Linked DNA regions of Mus musculus: regions 2, 3 and 4 are each linked to region 1. The links are chromatin contacts, called in public Hi-C and HiChIP or PLAC-seq maps. All regions are on one chromosome and are shown on one strand. The core of a region is the stretch at or near the end of the contact, and the rest is flanking DNA. Distances in the headings are between cores, read along the strand shown. Region 1 overlaps Maml3 (mastermind like transcriptional coactivator 3). Region 2 overlaps Maml3 (mastermind like transcriptional coactivator 3). Region 3 overlaps Maml3 (mastermind like transcriptional coactivator 3). Region 4 overlaps Maml3 (mastermind like transcriptional coactivator 3).

Region 1 (2,584 bases), core at 43-2,542:
ACATACATACATACATACATTCATACAAGAGACAGCAGCATTGGCCTTGAAATGACATTTCTTCATGAGGAAAAGAAATAGATTTATCCCAACATCATAACCAAATCAACCTTCATAGGTGTTCTACACCAAAAGGTTTCATAGGAGCTAGGAAATGGCTTAGGGGGTAAAGCCCTTGCCACAGAAGTATAAGGACCAGAGTTCAAATCCCCAGTGCCCATGTAAAGGCTCAGTGGATGTAACAGCCCACTTGTAGTCCCAGCACTCTGTGGAGGCAGGTGATTCCTGGAGCAGGCTGATTGGCTAGACAGTGGTAGCGACGTTCCTGCCTCAAGATGGAAGAAGAAAGCAATGGAGGGTGATACCGAACACCCACCTCTGGCCTCCACATGCACACACACAGACAAGCACAGATACATACATACATATGAGAGAAGGACGAAGACTTCCTAGAGACCAAGAACATGGAGCTTTTTGGTGTTCCTCAATCAAAGTGTGAGTGGTATCCATTTCCTCCATGCATGCAGTTCCTGGAATAAAAATATTCTCCCTCACGGGCACAATAGCCCAGGCTACAGCCTCCCCTCCTGGAGTGTGAGCCTCGCTGGGTCTCGCCTTCTGCTGTGTTTGAAAGAACCTTTCCCAGGGCCATGTGTTCTTTTGGGGATCATTTCCATATTTGGGGGAGCAAAGAAAAGGAGCCAGGGTGGGTGGCCCTAACCAACAGTGATCAGAGACATCCAGGACTCAGGGAGACGGAGAAACCCTGGTCTTGGGAAGAGTCAGCACAGTGGCAGAGGAGAGGCTTCAGAGGAAAGTGGAGTTAATCAGCCTTTTTATGCACACACACATGCTGGCTTCACACATTCAAAAAATAGACCCAGGCTAAGCATAGGGCCTGTTTTAGCCCTATGTAAAAACTGGATAGATGGCGACTCTCTCTTTTTTTGTAGCAGGAGCCCTGCCTCTAGCATCCGAGCCAGTCTTAGCTAGCTGAGCCTTAGGAGTAGGGAAGCAACTTGAAAAGGGCTCTGAAAAAATACAAACGACTCTCACTTTCACCAGGAATACTGAGTATCCAGGATTCTATACATTTATCAATTAATTAGGTTGTACGTAAAAAAAAAAAATGCTCTCTTTGTAATAGTTGCCACGGAGATATCGTGTAAAAAAAGGTCCTAGTGTGTATTTGTGGGACAAACGGTTTGCTGAGTGACCAAAGTCAGGAGCAATGACTGCTTACCAAATGCAAGCTGCTGGGCTTGGCCTGAGACTGCAATAGTACAGCAAGCCTGGCCCGGGGCCAAGAGCATGCCTGCCAGGGAGACAGGAAGTCACTGAGAGCTCCCACAGACCCATGGCTGAGAGAGTTCCCCAAACAAAAGGCAGCCACTGACTTCCACAACCGGCCTGCCATGAGACCATATGGTCAGCAGTATTGTCTCGCCACAACACAGAGGCCTGTCTTCAGGGGCCTGTGCCTGTAGCTGTCGACCCCGTATCTGTCTTAGGATTACTTCACTATTTTACGACTTTTCTGGGAATTCACTTCCGTGTAACCTAGCTTGGTACACGGCGAGAAAAATGGTATCCTCCCCACCCCCCCACCCCCCCATCTCCGATTTAGCCTGATGAGTCACCTTTGTCTTCACGGCAAAAGAGTAATGAACACCAAACCTACTTGCTATTTATTCACAGGGCACGGAGGAAGGGAGTGGAAGGGACCGTGTGGACAGAAGGGAAAACTGGACACTTAAAGTTTCTTGCTCTGATCCCTGTTGACGCTGGGTTTAATTTATAGGGAGACCCAAACCTTTTGGCTCATCCCTTTCTTCTCTGGGAGTACCCACTTCAAAGAATTCTCTAGTCACTGTGTGGAGACCCTGCTGCTGAGAGCCGCCAAAGGCGAAGACAGATTGGTTCGCCTATAAACACCTGACAGTCATTTTCTTCCTCAGCAGAACTCGTCAAAAAGCCCCTCCCAATAAGGCATGCTCTCCCAGAATATTCCAGCTAGATCCTCTCTGTCTCTTCCCCCAAGATCATGACGATCCCCACTGTGGATAAGGGCTTGATTTGGTTCACCAAGGAAAAAACCATAGAAAAACTAAAGACAGTGGAATGCCCAACCATCTAGTCTTTGCCTTTAGGAGTCTCGTGCTCTCTCCCTTCTCCCCTCCCTCCCTCTTTCTCTTCCTCCCTCTCTTATTTCTCACTCTGTCTGTCTCTGTCTCTTAGATTTTATTTTATGTGTGAGTGCCTTGCCTGAATGTATGTATATGCACTAAGTATATGCAGTGCCCGAGGCCGGAAGACAGCATCAGACTCCCTAAAACTGGAGTTACATACAGATTGTGAGCCATCATGTCAGTCCTGGGATTTAAACCAGGGTCCTCTGAAGAAACAGCTCTTAAGTTCTCAGCCTTCTCATGTGTTGTTTTGTCATATTTTCTTTTAGAAACAGGGTCTCATATATCCCAGGAGGGACAGGAACTCAACAGATAGCCAGTGATAATCCTGGTCTTCCGCCTGTACCTCCTAAGCGCCAACCAGAGATGTATGTCAATATGGCGGGTTTCATACA
Region 2 (2,584 bases), core at 53-2,552, 350 kb before region 1:
GCCAGAGGACAGGAGACACCAGACAAATGAAGGGCTAGGGCAGGAGAATCCTAGGCTGAGGGAGCAGCCGGCCCAAAGATGGAACACAGCAGACTCACTTCTGAACTTTGTGGTCCACAGCATGACTAAAGATGAGATAGAGGACTCAGCAGGTAACAGGTGCCCAAGGACAATAGGCTTTGAGTGGGTTAAGTGGGCATTGTAAGCTAAGGGTGAAGGGACTCATATTTCCTCTGGAAGGCAGCTGACCTGTGAATGGGTTGAAGGACAACTGAATATTCTCAGGACTATGTCCAAGCATGTGATAATAATAGCCCGAGCGCGGAACGAATGAATGAATGAATGAATGAACGAATGAATGCCTAGAGAACAATAGAAATAATTAGGGTTCAATCCTGAAGCCCACTCGTAAGAATGACTACACTTAGAGGGTTGCATATTTTACTTTTAGAGAGTGGGAAGAATAATTTTGTGAACTATGAAAAGAATTTAAATCCTGTGTTGCTCCATTAATGATCAAGACAAGACATGTCTTAATAAGAGAATTAGCAGCACAAAAAAAAAGAAAAGAAAACAAAAGAAAAAAGGAAAAGAAAAAAAAAAGATAAAAGGGAAAAAAAGAAAAAAAATCCTGGGAGGAGAAACTGTTGGGGGAGGATCATGTTTGGGAACTAATTGAAGATTTGCGATAGTAATTTTTAAATCATAGACATGAATTAAGTCTGGACCGTGATGGCTGCATTCACTACACACAGCGGTTGGAGGATGATACAAATGGTTATATGATATTATATATTGAACCTCCACATTACAAGATTGTTGGAAATTAAGCTGTTTGTAACTTCCTTTGGAGGCAAGAGAAATATGTGTGCAAATGTTAATCAGGCCCCCGACCTGTCTTTTGGTGCAGTTTGATAGCCATATCTGGGATGGGAGCCAAACTCTCCTTTAGGGGAGAGCTAGCAGTCCCTAGAGCCTCGGTGATGAATTGCAGAGTCTGGGAACAGGAGAGGAAGTGGCCAGGACTAGAACAAAGGGCTGGAGCTGTGGTGGGTGCCTGGCTCCTCGTGGCTGCAGGCGGTATGTTCTGTGACTCTGGCTTTTATACAGCTCCTTTCTCAGCCCTCAGAATTCTTAATCCTATTTTCATTGCCCTAGGTAAACCGGAAAATATTTCCTTCTTGAATGCGGTTACTCACACAATAAACAGGTAATAAACATTTTACTGCCCTGAGCAGCCTCCTGCCGGGCAGGCAGGCTGGGGAGAAAAGGCTGCAGTGGGTGACCCCCTACAGGACAAACTGCAGGCGACAAAGGAGGCTAGTAACCCTTTAATAGTGCTCACCTCAGTGGTTCCGGGAGAGTGACCCTGAGCTGCTGGCACGAATTAGCCAGCCCCAGCGCTAGGGAGTCCTCCCTGCTTGAGGCTAGTAAGGGAAGATTTGATTTCACCAAAAGGCAATTTAGTTGCCATTTCAAAGCTCTGGCTGGCTAAACTAAGGATGTGGATGAAGCAGGGTTTACAATCTCTCATCTTAAACCTTGAGCAGGGAGCTCTGAAGGCTGGAAGGCCGGAGAAGTAGTTCTGGAAACAGGGATTCTCTCTCTAGTTTGCATCTTGCTTTCCAACACATCTTTATTTCCTTGTTCTTCTTGATATCTTCTCTGTATATCTGATTAGATAATTCTTATCATCCTTTGTCTTGTGCAAAACACAGTGGACATCTTATCTTCCCTCTCTCCCTCCCCTTCTCCCTCCCCTTCTCCCTCCCTCTCTCCCTCCCCTTCTCCCTCCCTCCCTCCCTCCCTCCCTCTTTCCCTCCCTCCCTCCCTCCCTCCATCTTGCTTTTCTGAACATCAAACCCAGGGCTTTGTGCATGCATCCTAATCCAACATCATGTAGATGTGTGTGTGTGTGTGTGTGTGTGTGTGTGTGTGTGTGTGTGTATGTGTGTGTGTATACACATCACACACATACACACACACATATATATACACATACACATACTCTTAAAAACATTTCATTTTTCATGTATTTATTATTTAGGGGCACTGTGGAGGTTAGCCAGTTCTCTCCTTCCACCTTGAAGATTTCTGAGGAGGAAACTCGATCACCAAGCTCGGTGGCAAAGTGATTTCACCAGTGGAGCCATCCTGTTCTCCAACATTTTTTCAATCACACCCAGGGTTCCCTCAAAAGCCTGCTACCAGGCTGGGAGAGATGGCTCAGTGGATAAGATTCTTACCAGGCAAGCCTGAAGATCACAGCTCAGATCCCCAGACCCACAAAAGGCAGACAGATGTGTTAGAAGGCACCTGAAACCTTGATTCACTTGCGGTGAGATGGAAGGCAGAGACAGGACAACACCTCCAGCTAGCCGGACTTCTACAGTGGTGATCAATAAGAGACTCTGCTCAAAGCAAGCTGGGAGCAAGGACAACCAAGACTGTCCTCTAGTCTGTACATCTGCTCTGCTCTGTCTGTCTGTCTCACTCATTCTCTCTCCATCTCTCTCTGTCTCTCTGTCTCTCTCTCATTCTCTCCCTCCTCTCTCTCTCTCATGCATGAGCACACACGGACACG
Region 3 (2,584 bases), core at 35-2,534, 310 kb before region 1:
ATGACCCACGATAAGAGCACACGTGTGCCCTCAAGCAGGCTGCACCTCGGAGGCAGAAGTGACTCATGGTGGAACATCTGTACCTCTGGGCACAGAACACATCAGGACGGACCTATCTTTGCCAACAGTACACTGCAAAATGGGAGATTATTGGCAAGGAAATTCAAGGGGCTGCCTTGGTGACAAAAGTAAGTGTGGTCTGGGCACTTGGGCAGACAGTTCATAAGCATGGCGCTGTATTCTAAGAGATGCCTTCTCTCATCACACAAAAGAAACGACCCTGAACTTGAACACATCAAGGCCCATGTTCAAGGGGCACCTGAGAATAGTTAGAACTCAGTTTGTGGCGAAGGCCCAGATGCTGCTCAGTTGTCAGCAAAGGTGGGCAATTTCCTCCACACTTACAGTTATGTTTCTAATATGCTAAGCTGTGTTCAAACTGTTATCCCCTGTTCATTTATCTACTTATCCATTCACATATCCATCCATCCATCCATCCATCCATCCACTCTTCAAATAACTGTGTATATATACAAGAGCTTCCCAATGTCTCTGGTGACCTCACTACTTTCAATGAATATGCATCAGCGTGGAAGTGAAGGGTGTATGTCCCGAGCCTGTGGCCAACCACTGCAGGTCCCACACCATGCCTAAGCCCCATGATTTTTATTATCACCATCTTTATTGGCCTCTGAGGGGAGAGGGTATTATAGCTCTGTGGCTTTGGAGAGTTCTTTCTTTAGTGAACTGCCAAGCCTCAGCAGTAGCTCCCAGATCACAGGACAGGGGAATTTTTTTTATGACCACACTGCAGTTTTCATCAGGAGAAGTGAAAGAGAGGAAGCAGATGACAGGGATATACAGACAGATAAGCCTAACAAAGCCCAAAGGCGAGTGGTGACCATTCTTCTTCTTACCTTTGTGATCCTCCCCTCCCACTCTTTCTGTCACCTCTTCCAGTATCCCCTACCAAACCAGGCTCCACAAGAATCTAAATTGGCTTAGCCTCAAAGAAACGGAAACATAAAGTTGTTTATTATGCCCTGTATCATGCTTTTAAAAACATGGCTCTCAGAACCCATCTCGGTGTGAGCAGTCTGTGCATGTGCGTGTGTGTGTGCTCATAGGGTGGGGGGAGAGAAGAGTACAGTGTGAGTAGGCGTGTGTGTGTGTGTGTGTGTGTGTGTGTGTGTATGAGAGAGAGAGAGAGAGAGAGAGGAGGCAGCCCATGAGTGGCAGCGTGCGACTCCCTCCTCTGCTTTGCAGAGCTGAGAGGCTCTTCTCTCTCAGAGCAATTACTACAAATGATTTATGTGGCCAGTCAAGAGGGCCTGCCAGGGTTCTTATTTCATCTCCAGAAAAAGGAGCTCTGCTGGAATGTTATCAGGGAGCTTGGGATTAAACTGACAGCTGCCTTTTGTTTTCCCGTGAAAGCTCTTCTCCTCTGGACACGTGCGCACTTTCCACACAGAGAGCCGGAATTCTAGGCTGCAAAGCCCAGCTAGGAAAGAGCCACAGGGAGGAACCACAGTTCACTGCAGAGGAGAGGTCTCCTTCTCCCCTCTGTATTTATCTTCAGAGGATGTGTACCTGGATTCCATTTCAGATGAGCCGGCTCTGCAGGCTGGAAGACTGGCTTTTTATTGAGCTGTGCACATATGAGCAGGGCACCACGTCTTGACCCTCTGTTACCAAGCTCATCTTAGCTTCTGCTAGGGAATCAAAGGCCCCTCGCAATGTAGGTCAGTGAAATGTGACGCTGGCTCTCAATCTCTGCCAGCCTGGCACATGTCAGGTCACAAGGAACCAACGGGGCTGTGAAACCAGGCAGGAAGCAATGCGGTTTGGGTAGGCAGGGAAGTGCACTGGACACAACCATGGAACGTGTGTGCTCTCACCTGCAGATACCCCAACTCTTAATATAACTATGGTGCTATTCCCTAGGCTGGGGTCATAGACTTGGCTAGCTACAGCCCACCCAGCACACCCAGCCATGGTTTGCTGTATGAAGGAAGCAAGGAGCTGGCCAGCCCTGAGGCTGATTAAAGAAAAGCATTTATTTGTGTACATACACATACACGCACACACATATACACATGTCCATGCACAAAGATGCATACACACATGTATATACACATACACAAATGTACATGCACATATACACATGTACATATACACACAGATGACTTTGTACACATACACACATGTACAAACACATACACACATGTATACAGACACACACATACATGCATACACACATGAACACACACATATACCTATATATACATGCACACATGTGTACATGCATAAATACATATATATATATATATATATATACACATACACACAAGAACATACACACATATGTATACACACACACACACACACACACACACACGATACCCTTCCTGGTGCTCAGATGACTACACCACAAAGTTATAAAGATAAATCATAGTAAATACAGATTTGAAAAACTCTCAAGGGAACAGAGAAGCATGCAATGAAAAGAGATTGTGGGTGGAAATGAGCAAGAGGTCTTACAGAAGAGGAAGGATTCTAATAAAATATGTAGACTATAAAAATC
Region 4 (2,584 bases), core at 54-2,553, 290 kb before region 1:
TTGGAGGTCCCTAAAGAGCAATGGACAACCAATGAGGTGCGAAAAGAACGGATAGGTGGCTTTTCTAGAATCGCTCTAGGATGCTCTGGAATGACAAGGCTGTTTCTGCTGCTCAGCATCATGTCAGACCTGGAGCTGTCCCGACTCTGGTTAGCATGGAGTTCCTGCTGGAGTTCTGGACAGAGGCCTCCTGCCAGCCTCACGTGGTAACTCAGGGCAACAGGTTCACTGCAGGAAAAATCCGCCCTCATGTCTTTCAGTCTCAGGAGGCCCTTTATTGGCCCTAGACATATGGCGAGGCCACGTTCTTCATCCTTAAACACAGTATCTGCTCCATCAGGAGAGGGCTTCGCTTGAGCCTGTTCCTTTCACTGACCACAAACAAGGAGAAAGCAGCCGTGGTTCGGCAGGCAGGCAGGCACCAGGATCCTGGCTGGATGGCTGCCTACGTGGGATGGTATAGGCCCCAAGGAATTGAACTCAGGACTGCCCCACATGTCAAGCCCATATCAGGCTGGGAGCCAGTCACCCTCACTGCAGTCTCAAAGAATGGGAAAGGAGGCGCAGAACTGCCTTTTGCTTTTTCACTAGACTGGGCCTATCAGCATTACAGCGGTGCCACAAGTGCACAGACCAACAGCAGCGGTGCGCCTAGTATGTCCCCTCGAAAGGCCCCGATGCCAGGCAGGGGTGGACTTAGGGACCTCTTATTTGGCTTTAAGTGTAGAACACACAAGAGAAGGCAAAGCAGAGCTTCGGAGTTAATAAGACGGCCCCGATAGAAGGCAGCCTGGACAACTGGCAACTGCATCGTCTTGTCCTTAGGAAATTCAGGGTGCTAGCTCATCCTCCTTAGAATATCAATACATGACCCCTTGTCAATCAGATCAGGCAAAATGAAATAGGCATACCTCAGAATTCACCATTATGGTCATTGTCAAGATCAGGGTAAACCACCTCGAAGGCAGAGAAGCAGGCCTAGAACCTGGCCAAAAGTCCCAGATGTGTGTGTGTGGGGTGTGTGTGTGTGTGTGTGTGTGTGTGTGTGTGTGTGTGTGTGTGAGTAGTAGTAGTAGAAGAAGAAGAAGAGGAACAACTGAGAACCACAGTGCTTACCACAAAGGCAGGGTCTTTACTTCTCACTGGCTGTCCAACTCTGTCCTTTCCTAGTATGTGCAGACAGACAGACAGACAGACAAAACACACACACACACTAGCCATGTCGGTCAGGGCTAATGCAACTGAGAAGGAACGGCAGCCGTTGGTGTCCCTGACGCTCCTGGGGCTGAGGCTTCAGTGCGCATGCGCAGGAGCAGTGCTGTCTTTTCCCCGCCCTCCGTGTTTGTGTGTGATCCCGGTAGAGGTGGCAGAATGGGATATAACTGAAGTCCTGAGCAGCTCTCAGGCCACATGCCCTGGTTGTTTTCTCCATCTTTCTTCACTGGGTCCACTTTCTCTCTTTGCTGTTGTTGTAAGAGCCTCATAACCCGTACTTGGCTACTGTGTATTGTCTGCCTGAATGGAAGCGACTCCAGGGTAGAGTTCTGTATTTTAGGACCTATGTCAGTGGCTGGCATGAAAGAGGTGCTTGGTAGATTTTTGTTTAAGGAATGAACGCCTATTAGCCATTCTAATTTAGACTCCAGTTACTTGAATTGATGAGTGCAAAAGACTTGCTCATCCGCTTGAAACGTGTACCCACCCCTAGCCCTCAGGCTCCGCACAGCTCCCCCGGTCCAAGCCACAGTTGCTTCTGACACAGCCAAGTAATCACTGTCACTTGGCCAAATTGAGGAGGAAGTGAAATATTTACTGGAGCAGAAATTCCAGGGGTCAGTAGCCTGGCTTGTGCTCACATAAGTAATGATGGTTAGTGACACTCCAGCCCACCTTGGTGTTTATTGTGAGGCACAGCTGGCCACTGCGTGGTTTTGGCTTGTGATTCATGAGTATTCAGAATGGCTCCATATCTTCAGAGTCTTCATATTGTCACCAGAAACAATAAATAAATCCTAGCTTAAATGCCCTTCTAGACTCAGAGTGCTTCACACACATACTTTCTGCATATCTTTGAAAATGGTCTTGGAAAATACGCAAGAAAAATGGAGAATGAAATTAAAACCCCAAACTGGCAAGGTGGCTTTAGTGGATGAAGGAATTTCCTGCCAAGCCTGACTACTTGGAAAATCAATCCTGGGACAGCACGTGGTTGAAGGAAGGAAATGACACAAGCACACAACACAACACACACACACACACACATGCACACAGGAGTTAATGTAACAAATGTAATAAATACAATAAATCACAGTGAAACCAGGGACTTATTAGTATCTCCCAGTTGTTGAGATATAAAGAGTGAATAGTTTGTCAACCAAACAAAGACAACGGGCATAAACTCTGACGGACTGTTTGAGGCAGAGAGTATGGATGGTTGTTCTAGGTCTAACCAGCTTCCATCATGATAGAGGATGGGGAAGGGTAACAAACCTGAGTGTACTGAAAATGTCCAAAGCCTGTGATTTGTATCCAACTCAGTTTGAGTCAGAGGATCACGGATGTTGAATACAATACTCATATTGTC

Evidence for each region. Hi-C and Micro-C count contacts between places; a contact is called where the count stands out from the background. HiChIP or PLAC-seq counts read pairs in DNA pulled down with a chosen protein or histone mark.
Region 2: an HNF4G HiChIP or PLAC-seq map of pancreatic cancer cells shows a contact between it and region 1. The contact joins two enhancer-like sites. A contact is called at or near these places in 4 of 39 promoter capture datasets (cranial neural crest, frontonasal cranial neural crest, maxillary cranial neural crest and 1 more), 5 of 115 datasets of contacts at active chromatin or transcription factors (acute myeloid leukemia, embryonic basal ganglia, memory CD8 T cells and 2 more) and 1 of 9 other capture datasets (embryonic tail).
Region 3: an H3K27ac HiChIP or PLAC-seq map of microglia shows a contact between it and region 1, with 4 times the contacts expected there. The contact joins two enhancer-like sites. A contact is called at or near these places in 1 of 15 datasets of contacts at CTCF or cohesin (the NIH/3T3 cell line), 1 of 484 Hi-C or Micro-C datasets (nephron progenitors) and 7 of 115 datasets of contacts at active chromatin or transcription factors (craniofacial prominence, embryonic basal ganglia, embryonic stem cells and 4 more).
Region 4: a Hi-C map of cerebral cortex shows a contact between it and region 1, with 4 times the contacts expected there. The contact joins two enhancer-like sites. A contact is called at or near these places in 1 of 15 datasets of contacts at CTCF or cohesin (the NIH/3T3 cell line), 3 of 484 Hi-C or Micro-C datasets (Sertoli cells, cerebral cortex and nephron progenitors) and 10 of 115 datasets of contacts at active chromatin or transcription factors (astrocytes, craniofacial prominence, embryonic basal ganglia and 7 more).

Annotation. Positions count from the first base shown.
Region 1 is chr3:52,087,234-52,089,817 of GRCm38.p6, forward strand. The region is part of intron 1 of Maml3 (mastermind like transcriptional coactivator 3); the gene reads right to left. Among named protein-coding and RNA genes, the nearest start is that of Maml3, 16 kb to the right of the region's middle. Within about 2 kb of position 1,293, at least 349 of the 459 cell types and tissues checked have an H3K27ac peak or open chromatin away from gene starts, as enhancers often do. A contact at or near this core is called in acute myeloid leukemia, cerebral cortex, forebrain and 2 more, where this site is marked.
Region 2 is chr3:51,738,224-51,740,807 of GRCm38.p6, forward strand. All of the region lies in intron 2 of Maml3 (mastermind like transcriptional coactivator 3), which reads right to left. Among named protein-coding and RNA genes, the nearest start is that of Gm46803, 32 kb to the left of the region's middle. RefSeq lists an enhancer at 629-1,633. Within about 2 kb of position 1,303, at least 105 of the 459 cell types and tissues checked have an H3K27ac peak or open chromatin away from gene starts, as enhancers often do. A contact at or near this core is called in acute myeloid leukemia and pancreatic cancer cells, where this site is marked.
Region 3 is chr3:51,777,682-51,780,265 of GRCm38.p6, forward strand. The region is part of intron 2 of Maml3 (mastermind like transcriptional coactivator 3); the gene reads right to left. Among named protein-coding and RNA genes, the nearest start is that of Gm46803, 71 kb to the left of the region's middle. Within about 2 kb of position 1,285, at least 76 of the 459 cell types and tissues checked have an H3K27ac peak or open chromatin away from gene starts, as enhancers often do. A contact at or near this core is called in microglia, where this site is marked.
Region 4 is chr3:51,795,283-51,797,866 of GRCm38.p6, forward strand. All of the region lies in intron 2 of Maml3 (mastermind like transcriptional coactivator 3), which reads right to left. Among named protein-coding and RNA genes, the nearest start is that of Gm46803, 89 kb to the left of the region's middle. Within about 2 kb of position 1,304, at least 87 of the 459 cell types and tissues checked have an H3K27ac peak or open chromatin away from gene starts, as enhancers often do. A contact at or near this core is called in cerebral cortex and forebrain, where this site is marked.